Linked DNA regions of Lactuca sativa: region 2 is linked to region 1. Evidence: chromatin contacts called from public Hi-C data. All regions are on one chromosome and are shown on one strand. Each heading gives the region's core, a stretch centred on a gene start, on an enhancer-like site or on the middle of the called end of the contact. The rest is flanking DNA. Distances are from core to core; before and after follow the strand shown. Region 1 holds the start of LOC111893255 (glutamate dehydrogenase B). Region 2 holds the start of LOC111893235 (arabinogalactan protein 12).

Region 1 (5,776 bases), core at 1,435-3,934:
GGCCTTGCACCCTATTTAAAGGGTCATTAGCCTCCCCTAGCATCCCCTTTACAACTCTTTTCCTCCCAAAAACCTTGATTTGAGTGTGAGTGTGTTTCTTGGTGATTTTAAGCTTGAATGAGGGATTTGGTGAAGGAAGCACTTGAGGAAACAAAGGGCTCGTGGGGATTCAAGATCTAATTTTATGGAGCACTTTCTGAAGGTATTAAGCTGTTCCTTGGCTCATTTCCACCCAAAACCCTCTTATGTATGGATTCTAAGAAAGGGCTTTTGTGTTTAAGCCAAGATCTGAAGTTGTAACTTCAGATCTGGACTCCTTTTGGCCTTGAGATGCATAAAGTTATCAGTTGAACTTAGCATGTGTCTCCCCTTAAGTGTATGACTCCATTCCAAGCTTAGATTTGCTATTTTAGGGCCTTAAAGCCTTTCATGCACGTAAAGTTTGCAACTTTACGTGGAAAGCATGCCTCAGGAGCCTAGATCTGTAATTTGGAAGCATTGCATGGCTCAAAAGAGTCTGTATGGCTTGAGATCTGATAGGACTCGGCGAGTCACAGGGGGCAACTCGGCGAGTCATATGAAGGCAGGCATGGACTCGATGAGTTGGATGAACAAGTCGACGAGCCTGATGAATAATGCTATGAACTTGACGAGTTGGATGAACAACTCGGCGAGCCGGATGAATATTACCTAGAACTCGACGAGTTGAAGGAACAACTCGGCGAGTCGAGTAAGATTCCTCCAATTGTTGGATGTTCGTAGACATGTCGAGTGGCAAGCAAGGAAACTCGACGAATGACCTTAGACTATCAATCAATACCGTATGAACTCGACGAGTCACCTTGATGACTCGGCGAGTAGATGTTATCCCGGGGAACTCGGCGAGTCACTAGTTGTACTCGGCGAGTTAGGGTCAACATGGACTGTTGACTTGATCTTGGTTGTAGTTGACCAGGATGGACTTTGGGGAAATGACTGGATATTGTATGATACTTTTTAGGCAGTTGAGTGGAGCAGCCCGTGGGGTATATTTGGTCGCAAAGTGTCAGTTCAGCATTCGTGACAGGTGAGTCTTCTCACCATACCTATGGGTCTAAGGCACCAAGGTCGGCCCATTATGTGATTATGATATATGTGTTAGACATTATGTGTTTTGTTATGTGATTGCATGTTTTGCATGAAGACCCCGGGGGAAGTCTGTGGCATCGGATGTAAGACCATGTGGGGTAGCCCATGGTAGTCCTAGGTGAAGACCATGTGGGGTAGCCCATGGCATTGGATGTAAGGCCATGTGGGGGAGCCCATGGCAGTCCTAGGTAAAGACCATGTGGGGTAGCCCATGGCATTTTCAAAGGTTTCATGTATGCATGGCTTACGTGATATGTGTGTAGCTTTTATAGCTAATAGGATATATGATATGTGGTTTGTGTGTGTGGTATGCTCTGGGAAACTCACTAAGCATTTCGCTTACAGGTTGTTGATTGTTTCAGGTACTTCAGAGCCTAAGGGCAAAGACAAGGCGTGATGATGTGGCGTGCACTCTACCTCTCTTTTTGTGTGTTTGCGACTCTCTGATGTTTTCAAAAAGTACAATGAAATTGTAATAATTGTGAATTGGAAAACAAATGGTTTGGAAGTTTATGGATTATGGGATTTGTTTGATTAATTAAAAATGAAAAAAAATCTTGGTAAAAATTAGGTCGTTACAACCAAAAGTGTTAACATCACAAACAATTGTGGCCAAAGTTTGAAGGACAAAACTTTACTATTCTTAAAGGGATGAAATTTGCCTAAGCCATATAGTATTGTGGCATAATTGGAAGGTAAAAAAATAAACACAATTGCAACATCACCCATAATCAAATGACCATTTCTGTCAAAAGGTTAGGAACTTTACTGTTCCTAACTTTCATTTCCTTAATATATGTATATTAATTACTTTAATAACTAACAAACAAACAAAAAACAAACAAATGACACGTATAAGAGGATTATTATAGTTTAGATATTTATAGAATTTAATTAAATCTCTATTCTAATAAATGTATAATTTTAATTTCTTTTTGCCAAGTATCACTCTAATACAACTACCCATTAATATTATGTCATGTGTCATGTAGATATATTAAACAACTCATTTCAAAATTCAAATTTACATTTTCTAATTATATGTTAAATTTGAAGTTATAATAACTTTAAAATTTTGATATATCTTTTAATTAATAATTTATTTAAAAAAATTAATTAATAATTATAAATTTTTATTATGAAAGTTTAATTAAATTTATAATCCGTGATTATCACGGGTTATAAACTAATTAATTATATTGTTTTCATTTGTAATTGGTTATCATTAAATAGAGCTAACTAAGTAACTACTTTAACAACTAACAAAATCAATAAATAAATAAATAACATATAATACAATTGTTATAATTTAAATATTTATATAATTAAATTAAATTAATTACATTATTTTATTTGTATATTGTTTATCATTAAGCAGAGATTATACTTAATAACCTCAACAAGTAATTTTTTTTTTAAATAAAAATAACTCAAATTAATATTTTCTTTAAATACATTATTCAAAGAAAAAATGTTCTATAAATTCTGTTGTCCAACCTTCAAGTTGAAACGAAGAGTAGTTTAGACTTTAGACTTTAGGATGGTCCATGAACTGATGAAAGAGAACATATTCACGTGAAAGATCGATTTGGTGTCAAATTCACCTTGATTGTATCAATTTCGTAACTGCTTTGAGTATCCCTATTTATGTTTTCAATCTTCAACTAATTTAATTTAATCGATTTATTGCGACTCGTCCTTGACGTACTGTTGAATCAGTGGTGGATGATGAGTAGCTTATTCCTGTCGTCATAGTTGGGGCACTCATGTTGCCATCATCAATTTGATAAGCACATATTCTAATTATCTGACATCATTGTTTTCAATTTTGAGAGGTAATTGCTCATGACGAACTTGATTCTAGTTGCTTTATTTATTTCGATTTCCATTTCCATTTTGATTACTTTTAAATGTCATTTCACTGCTATATATACCAGCGAAGTGAGTTGCGGAGTTATCGGAGTGAAGAACAGGTTTTCTTTCTACTGTCGCTCCGACACTCTCCTCTGATCTCCGGCATTTCTTCAGTCGACAATCCGGTAAACTTTACTTCAATTATCAGATTAATATGATCGACATTCAAATTTCAATTCCTTGTTATGTTTTTTATTTTTCCGTTGTTACATTGAATTTGTTGATCGATCATCTGCATGTGAATTGATTTTGTTGAATCTGTAGCTTAATTTAACTTTAGAAACTTGATTGCTACGATAGAGGTAGCATTAATCTGTTCCGGTAGGGTTTTTCCGTTTTCGTTTCTCCTCGTTTGCAGTAGTAAATTGGGGGTTTTGACACCATGAATGTTCCTGTGAACATTCGGGTCGGATTGTGGGTTCAATATTTGGGCTTAAATAAAATACACTTGGGCCAAGTGGGCTTCGATTTCTTTTTCTTAATTGGAGCATTTCTGACCAATTAGTTTTCACCTTTTCATGCATCTACAATTCTACGTCTTAAATCAGATAAAATTCATAATAATTTGGTTCGTTCTGTGTTATTATTATTATTTATTTAGTTTTAAGTCAGAATTGGGAAATAAAAAGTTGCAAATTTTATAAATATATTATTTCCATATAAAAAAAATATCAATGAAGATCATGGACAATCTAGTAACTGATAAATTTTCCCCTTCATTTTCTTTCAAATCACTTATGTTCTTTTTTTTAAGTAAAAAATGTACGAAAATATTCGTAGGATTAATTTTTGCTACAAATTGTTTCTTACATTTCTTTAATTTATGTGTTGTATCACTTAAATAAAATTATCTCTATTTTTTTTGTCCAATTTAAGGAGAGATAATCTTAGATCCAACCATGTGTTCTGATCCGAAAAATCTTCTTAATATCTATAAAGGTGTTAGTCATTAGAGATTCAAATAGAAGTCATGTATTTATTTAATTGCATGTCAAGTTACAATTTAGAGTAAATTACACGAATAGTCCCTATGGTTTAGGGTAATTTGCACGTTTGGTCCCTAACTTATTTTTTTAACTCGGAAGGTCCCTACTGTTTGTTTTTGTTACACACTTGGTCCCTGTTTTACCTAAAAAGACTATTTTTCCCTTGATTTTTTGACTTATTTAAATAAACACACCCCCAATCCCATCCCCTCACCTTACCTTACCTACTTCACCATTTATTCCTATTTAAATAATACTATTTTTACGTAAGATATGGATCAAACGTGTAACAAAAATAAATAGTAGGGACCAAACGCGTAACAAAAACAAATAGTAGCGACCTTTCAAGTTAAAAAAAATTATTTAGGGATCAAACGTGCAAATTACTCCAAACCATAGGGACCATTCGTGTAATTTACTCTACAATTTACACTCAATTTTGTAATTTCATTTTCACTTCTCCAAATGAAGTAAAATATTTTTTAAATCTTCCATTTTATGTACGTGATCTTACCCTTTTTATATTCATCAGCTTGATCTTGTCACATGACGTGTACAATACAACTTCTAATGCATAGAGTACAAATTTTAATACGTTTAATGAAGCATGTACCTCAATGTTGACTAATTGGGTTTTTAACATCGTCACCACTCACCATGTCACATGTTTATCCGAATGTAAAATGACCATTTTGCCCACGGTGGCTAATATCAGTCGTTGAGAGCGAAGAGGATAGCGATGGCTTTTGTAGTTGTGTGAGTTAGCTGGTTTGACTGGATCCATACGCGGCATGTTGACAATGCTTCTCACATTTCCATCCTAATCAAATTAGTGTTTTAAATTATTATGTGTTGTTATAAATTATAAATAATTTATATTTTTAAAAATATTTATTAAGAAAAACACATGGGTCGACAAAGATGTGCAATTTTGAATGTATTGTGGAAACGTGGATCTTACTTCTTCCAGTTTAACATGTTTTCAACATTTTGTATTTTACATTGTCAGGAAAAATGGAAAATACATTTTTTTTTAATATTTGGTTGAAGATATTAATGACATTAACTATCATGTGTCAGTTAATTTTGCTTTTATTAAAAGGATACTTTAGGATCCGATGATCATTCGTCAGAAAAATTTATTTATTTATAAGTATTTATATAATTTAAGCTGCCTTTAATAAAAATAAATGTTATTAAAACAAAAAATTTAATTTGAAGAGGATTTTATGGATAGATGTTGACTTCCCCACCCTAGTCATGACCTGTCCGGACAACTATACATTGCACTATTTCAAATATTAATTAATTTTAAACGCCACATCATTTTCGCATTTATTTTTTCGAGTGTTTAATACACTAATTTTTAAATTTAATATCGATAATCATTTTTTCTCTTTTGCTTAAACAAATGCATAAATTTAACTACATACATTGCACCAAACAATAATCGTTTTTAATTTGGTAACAATTAACATAAACCCCAAATCACAATCTCAATACAAAAATAATGAAAGCTTAAATACATACAATCAAGATCAAAATCAAACCTTTTTTTTATAAAGGTCCAATTTATTACAGAGATACACAAATATATTTTTCCAATTTTATTTCAGAAGAAAAAAAGAAAATTTTGTCCACGTGTACATATGATAAAATAAAGCTGGCTATTGCAGATCTTGAAAGAAACACTTTTTTTCTTCGAGTATCCTTCCTCGAAATAGACTCGTCTTCTTTAAACGCCCAAT
Region 2 (5,796 bases), core at 255-2,754, 280 kb before region 1:
CCCATATAATACATGAGTCTTACACTTAGTGAATAACAAATGCAGGTCGCGAACATTAATAAATGTCTTTTATTAGTGGCGGATGTAGAGGTTTGGTAGTGGGGGCACATGCCCCAGTGACTAAATTTTTTTTATATACATATCAATTATTTTAGAATTTACTTACAATTTTTGAAAAGAAAATCAATAGTGCCCCCAATAAAAATAAAAGCTGAAATCGCTACTATCTTTTATTATGAAATTTGTACCGATTGCATGAGTGAGAAGGTAAATTAAATCCTATTGGAGTCGACAACGAAGGTCACATATGATGACATTATTAACATTTGCATGGAAGGCTAGTAATATTAAGACATTTTAAATGAAATTTGATCCATGTGTAGATTTATTTGAGTCTTTTTCTAGAAAAAAGAAAAGCATATTACCGAATGAGAGGAATTGAAATTTAAGGATGTTTCATGTTTGTGGTTATTTTATGAAGTTCTAATAAATATGATTGTTTTTATATATCACAATAAGCACACCAATATATGATCGTCTTAGCGAATAAGTTCACTCCAATCATATTATACATATAATTATTTTGTTAGTTTTGTACAAATTAAACAATTTTTTTGAATATAGAAAATAATATAACTTGTAGGTTTTTTATTTGTTTACTAAAATAACATAAATATATATTTTTAAAAATAACAAAATAAAAGATGGAGTTCATAAATTCAATTGTTTCTAAATGAATGAGTAAGAATTTGATTATTGAAAAAAAAAAACACATTACAAAAAAAACATATGGAATTTGTAAAAATAGGTTTTGTTTTTCAAAAAAAAAATGACAATAAGTAAAGCTCTAATATTAATCATTGTTAATGTACCAATGGTGCTAAAATCAAATTTGATGTACAAAATAATATTGTGTTGGAATCCTTATATTTGTTCACAACAGTGCGAATCATTTTACAGAAATCAGAAATTTCAAATCTACAAGAAAAATATTTATTTAACTACAGTCACCGAAAATGCATTATGTTCAAGAATATTACAATAGCAACATCACAATTTAACACAAAATGAGAAGAATTAAACAAAAAAAAAAAAAAAAAACACATTAAATAATGACATTAAAGCATTTTCCCCTTCAATCTCGACAATATATGAGATCGAAGAAGGAAACTCTACATACCATAACTTCAAACAAAATGAATCTCTACATCATATGAAATCGAAGCTCAAATCAATTCAAAACAGAAACCCAAATGAGAGAGCAATGATGGAGGCGACGGCGGTAGGGACGAAAGCGGCGGCGTCGGAGGTCGGAGCAGGGGCCGGAGCCATTTGTGCATTGACGTTTGTCACGGCCGATACGGCCATCAACATTACAACGACGGCGACGAAGAGCTTCATCTTCATTGATTCCATTTCTTCGAAATTGAAGAGTGATATAAAGGAATCGAAGAGAATGTTTGAAGTTATGGAGAAATAGGGAATTTGAGTGATTGATTTAAGGATGGTGGGGTGGGTTAATATAGGAAGAACACGGGCAGGGGTGCCCGTGAGGAGAATAGTGTTAAGAAAGCATGGCCCGGCTGCCCGTTTTGTGACAGGTTGTTCTTGCGATTACAGCTGTTGCCAACGGTTTGATGGTTTTTTCGTGGGCTCCATTTTGTTTCTTCCATTTATCATTTCTTTCACCGCCTTTTTTTTTAAATTGAAAAAAATATATATTTTAGGTATTTGTTTTTGATTTTTTTGTAGGATATATTTGTTACGAATTATAGATATTTTTAGCACGCTGGTGAGATTTTAATAAAAGACAACTAGAAAGATGTTGGTAAAAATAAAAGGAAGCGATTATATAGAGAATCAAGCAAAGGTAATTGCATCAAATATGTTAATTTAAGCTTTTTTAGCTTTAAATTTAATCCAATGGTAAAGTTCAGTTAAATCTCATCTGTCAATTGAAAGAAAGCATTATTTAGATTCGGCTTTCTGTTGTGATGAGTGATGACCATGAAAAAAAGCTACTTGATGGAATGAAGTTGGGGAGGAGAAAAGAAATCAAGCCCAAACCAAGAAGAAAACCAAAGCCTTTTTGTTTTGGATGTGGCAAGAAACAATATTAGATCAACGTTTTTTTTTTTTTTTTTTCTAATATATTTGGATTTCTTACATAGTTAAATTTCATATTCTTGATTATGTTATATTGGACTTTTTCAACTAAAATGCTCAATGATTATTACTTATTAACAGCCACCAACAACAGCCAACATCCAACAAGTTACATAAGACCATTCGGTATACAGTGCACGAGAAGGCTCGTGGTATACGTGGACCACAACTAGAGGTGTTCAAAACCAGATATCCGAAAATTCGGATATCCGAATTTTGGATATCCGAAAATTCGGATAGTGGATTTTTGATATCCGTATTCGTATCCGAAATTTCGGATATCTGAAATTCGAATATCCGAATTTTCGGATATGGATACGGATATTGAATCGGATATCCGAAAATCAAGGTTTGCAAAAAATGAAAGTTTATGCAATTTATGTTTTGTGTTTACTTGGGCACTTGGCAAAAAAATTAACGATACAATTAACTTGGTAACGAAACTAATAAACAAAAAACTAGAGAAACATTTTATTTTCGTATCAATTCATCATCGTTGTGCCATTATGTTATGTGAGTGCTTTTATAACTGACATATATTTTCTTATTGCAAATTGCTTATACATAAAGTGCTACTAGCCTACTAATTTCTAGCATATACTTTTCAAACAAACTACAATCACAATAACAAATTCAAATATATATAAAAGAGAAAGACAAACTACCCGATTATTTGATGACAACTTCTCAAGTCGTTATTAACTTTATAAATAAATTTAACTTAACACCACATTTAACTATGGAGATACCTATGACGAAGATGAACATATTTCATCAAAAAATCTCGATAGTTTTGGCATAAGAAAACATAAAACAAAATATTAGTGAAAATAAGTTACTAAATTCATCAGCATAACACTTTCGATCGAATGTTAACAATCAAACTCGAGACTATATATTACTACTTTCCACTTTTCCATATTAAAATAGTAAATATAATAAGAAAAAAAAAAGATTTGGGATATCGGATATCGGATATCCAAAATATCTGAAAAGTTACAAAATCACTATCCGTATCCGAATCCGAATCCGAAAACACGGATATCCGAAATTTTGGATATTTTCGGATACGGATTTCGGATATTTCGGATACGGATATTTATAAACACCGCTAACCACAACTATGACCACGATCGTGCACACCATCCCGGCCGGTTGTGGTGGATCGTGGTCGTAGTGTTTCATTGTGTGTTCTACTGAATCAAACAGAAATAGCTATTGGTCGATGCTTTGCAACGACTAGTTTCTTTGTAACATATTTTTTTTTTTTTTACCTTTCAAACATATTAAACTGCTATAAATACCACACTTTATATTAAACATATTCACACAATTTCATTTTTCTTTTCTCACAATATCGTACACTTCTTTTGCATTCTTTCAAAACCAATGTCTCCTAAAATAATGAATTGGTCAGAAAATGAAGAAGAAAACTTAGCACAAGTATGGGTAGCGGCTTCAGAAGACCCAGTGATGCCTCCTAATTTCTGGGTAAAAGTTGGAAAGGTTTTCCATGATGTAATGGGTTGCCAAAGTCGTAATCTTAATGAAATATGTTCGAAATATCACGATATGAGGGTTAAATGCCTTGAATTCAATGATATTTATAACTTTGTTATAAACAACTTACACGAAGACGACTCGTTTGCTGTGACCATGCACCAATATGAAGACACGAAACACACACTGTTTAAACACGTCAAAGCTTGGCGAAAATTGAGAGTGCCTAAAATTTAGTAATTAAAAATAAGGTTTAAAAACTAGTTTAAGTTGTTTGTGATTGCATTTTTATGTTTTTTTTTTATTTTATATTATGTGTTTTAAATTAATGTAATCTTGTTTCATTGAATAAAAAAATTAGTTTAAAAAAAATATTTTTATTGTGTTTTTGAATTAAATTTAATTAACTATGTTTTATTGTGTTTTAATGTATTTTTGAATTGAATTTAAATAAAAAAAATGAGTTGGAATGATGTGTTAGTGGTAGGTATCCCATGTTAATAATATGGGAATGTGGTGCTGATGTAACACCCACCACATATGTGATATGTTGGTAATGAAAAAAAAAACATGAAAAATCTGAAATTTAATTGAAGCTGAAAAAAAGATCTATGAATAAGTTTGTAAAAAAAAAATTCTTCTAATGTTTTAAATGAATAAGATATTACGTACACATGATTATGTTTTAGATTAACAAGATAATATCATATATGAAAATGTTTTAAATGAATAAAATAATATCGTACATGAAAATGAAAATGAAAATGAAAATGTTTCAAATAAAAATGTTGATACTGATGATAAAGTTATTAATAACGAAGATGACAATGTTACACATAAAACCGTTTGAAAATAAGAATGAAAATGTCATGAATGATATAAGCAATTCATTTTGACTCTAAATATTTACAATCCTAGTTACTTGGATAATCTTGACAACCAAAAAGAACTCTTCCATCAAACCCAAACACACAACCAAACATATCCTTTCCTATCAGATTTGTCGGATACACGAATTATATTAACCTATTAAAACTCTCAAAGTTTGTCGTAAATACCATACCAACAAACTTATTTTAATCTCACCTTACCTCCAATGTAATTTCCTTCCTCACCTTACATTCAACATAACTATTGTGGACAAAACCCAAATTACAACAAAACCGTTTTGGTACTTCATCTTCGATGCCAAATGTCCAAACACAACAACCACCTAACCACCACCCACAAAACCATAAATAGAATTCGTTATCGAAACGTAATACAAAACTAGTAGGATAAGGAAATAGAAAGGGAAAAGGAAAAGGAAAAGGAAAGGGAAAGGGAAAGCTGTTACCACCAAAAATGAAGAAATTCCACAATGGTGGACGTCGGAGGAAGAGTACGCTTTAGCGGTAGCATGGTGTGAGACATCGAAAAATGAAACTCAAGGAAATGGTATGAAGAGAGATGCTTAGGGGTGTAAACGAGCCGAGCCGAGCCCGAGCCTGACCAAGCTCGAGCTCGACTCGTTTAATTTTGAGGAAGCTCGAGCTCGAGCTCTATTCGAGCCTTAAAATGAAGCTCGAGCTCGACTCGTTAACAATTTAGCAGGCTCGCGAGCCTAAACGAGCCTCTATGTGTGTGTGTGTGTATATATATATATATATGTGTGTGTGTGTGTGTTTGTGTATGTATGTGTGTATGTACATAGGCTCGTTTAGGCTCGTGAGCCCATGAATTGAAACTCGGCTCGAGCTCGTTTAATAAACGAGCCTCGTATTTAGGCTCGAGATCGGTTTAGGCTCGTTTAATTCGATCTTGAGTCGAGTTTTTAACGAGTCGATCCCGAGTAGCTCGGCTCACTTACACCCCTAGAGGTGCTTTTTGGGAAGCGGCGCTCACCAAATTTCACTGTATCTTGAAAAAAAAACCATATTGCAATACCAATATGCTAAATAGTTAATGGACTCAAATGAGTTGGAGGTACACAAAATTCAATGTGATCTACAACAAACTTTGTTAGGAAAAGCAGAGAGGTTGCAAGGACTTCTATTTGTTTAAATCCACAAAAGAGCAATATTGAGTCAAGATGAGTCATACGTTCGAGTTTGACATAGCATAGGAGATGCTAAGAAGAGATCCAAATTG

Evidence for each region. A called contact is a pair of places that touch in the nucleus more often than the background predicts.
Region 2: a Hi-C map of leaf shows a contact between it and region 1, with 7 times the contacts expected there. The contact joins the promoter of LOC111893235 here to the promoter of LOC111893255 in region 1. A contact is called at or near these places in 3 of 4 Hi-C or Micro-C datasets (leaf and seed).

The regions. Positions count from the first base shown.
Region 1 is chr2:138,363,705-138,369,480 of Lsat_Salinas_v11, reverse strand. It overlaps LOC111893255 (glutamate dehydrogenase B), which reads left to right and starts at 2,684. Exons shown (of 10, transcript XM_023889321.3): 1 at 2,684-2,963; 2 at 3,066-3,167.
Region 2 is chr2:138,647,140-138,652,935 of Lsat_Salinas_v11, reverse strand. It overlaps LOC111893235 (arabinogalactan protein 12), which reads right to left and starts at 1,504. Exons shown (of 1, transcript XM_023889303.3): 1 at 980-1,504. The coding sequence starts at 1,416. The coding sequence ends at 1,237.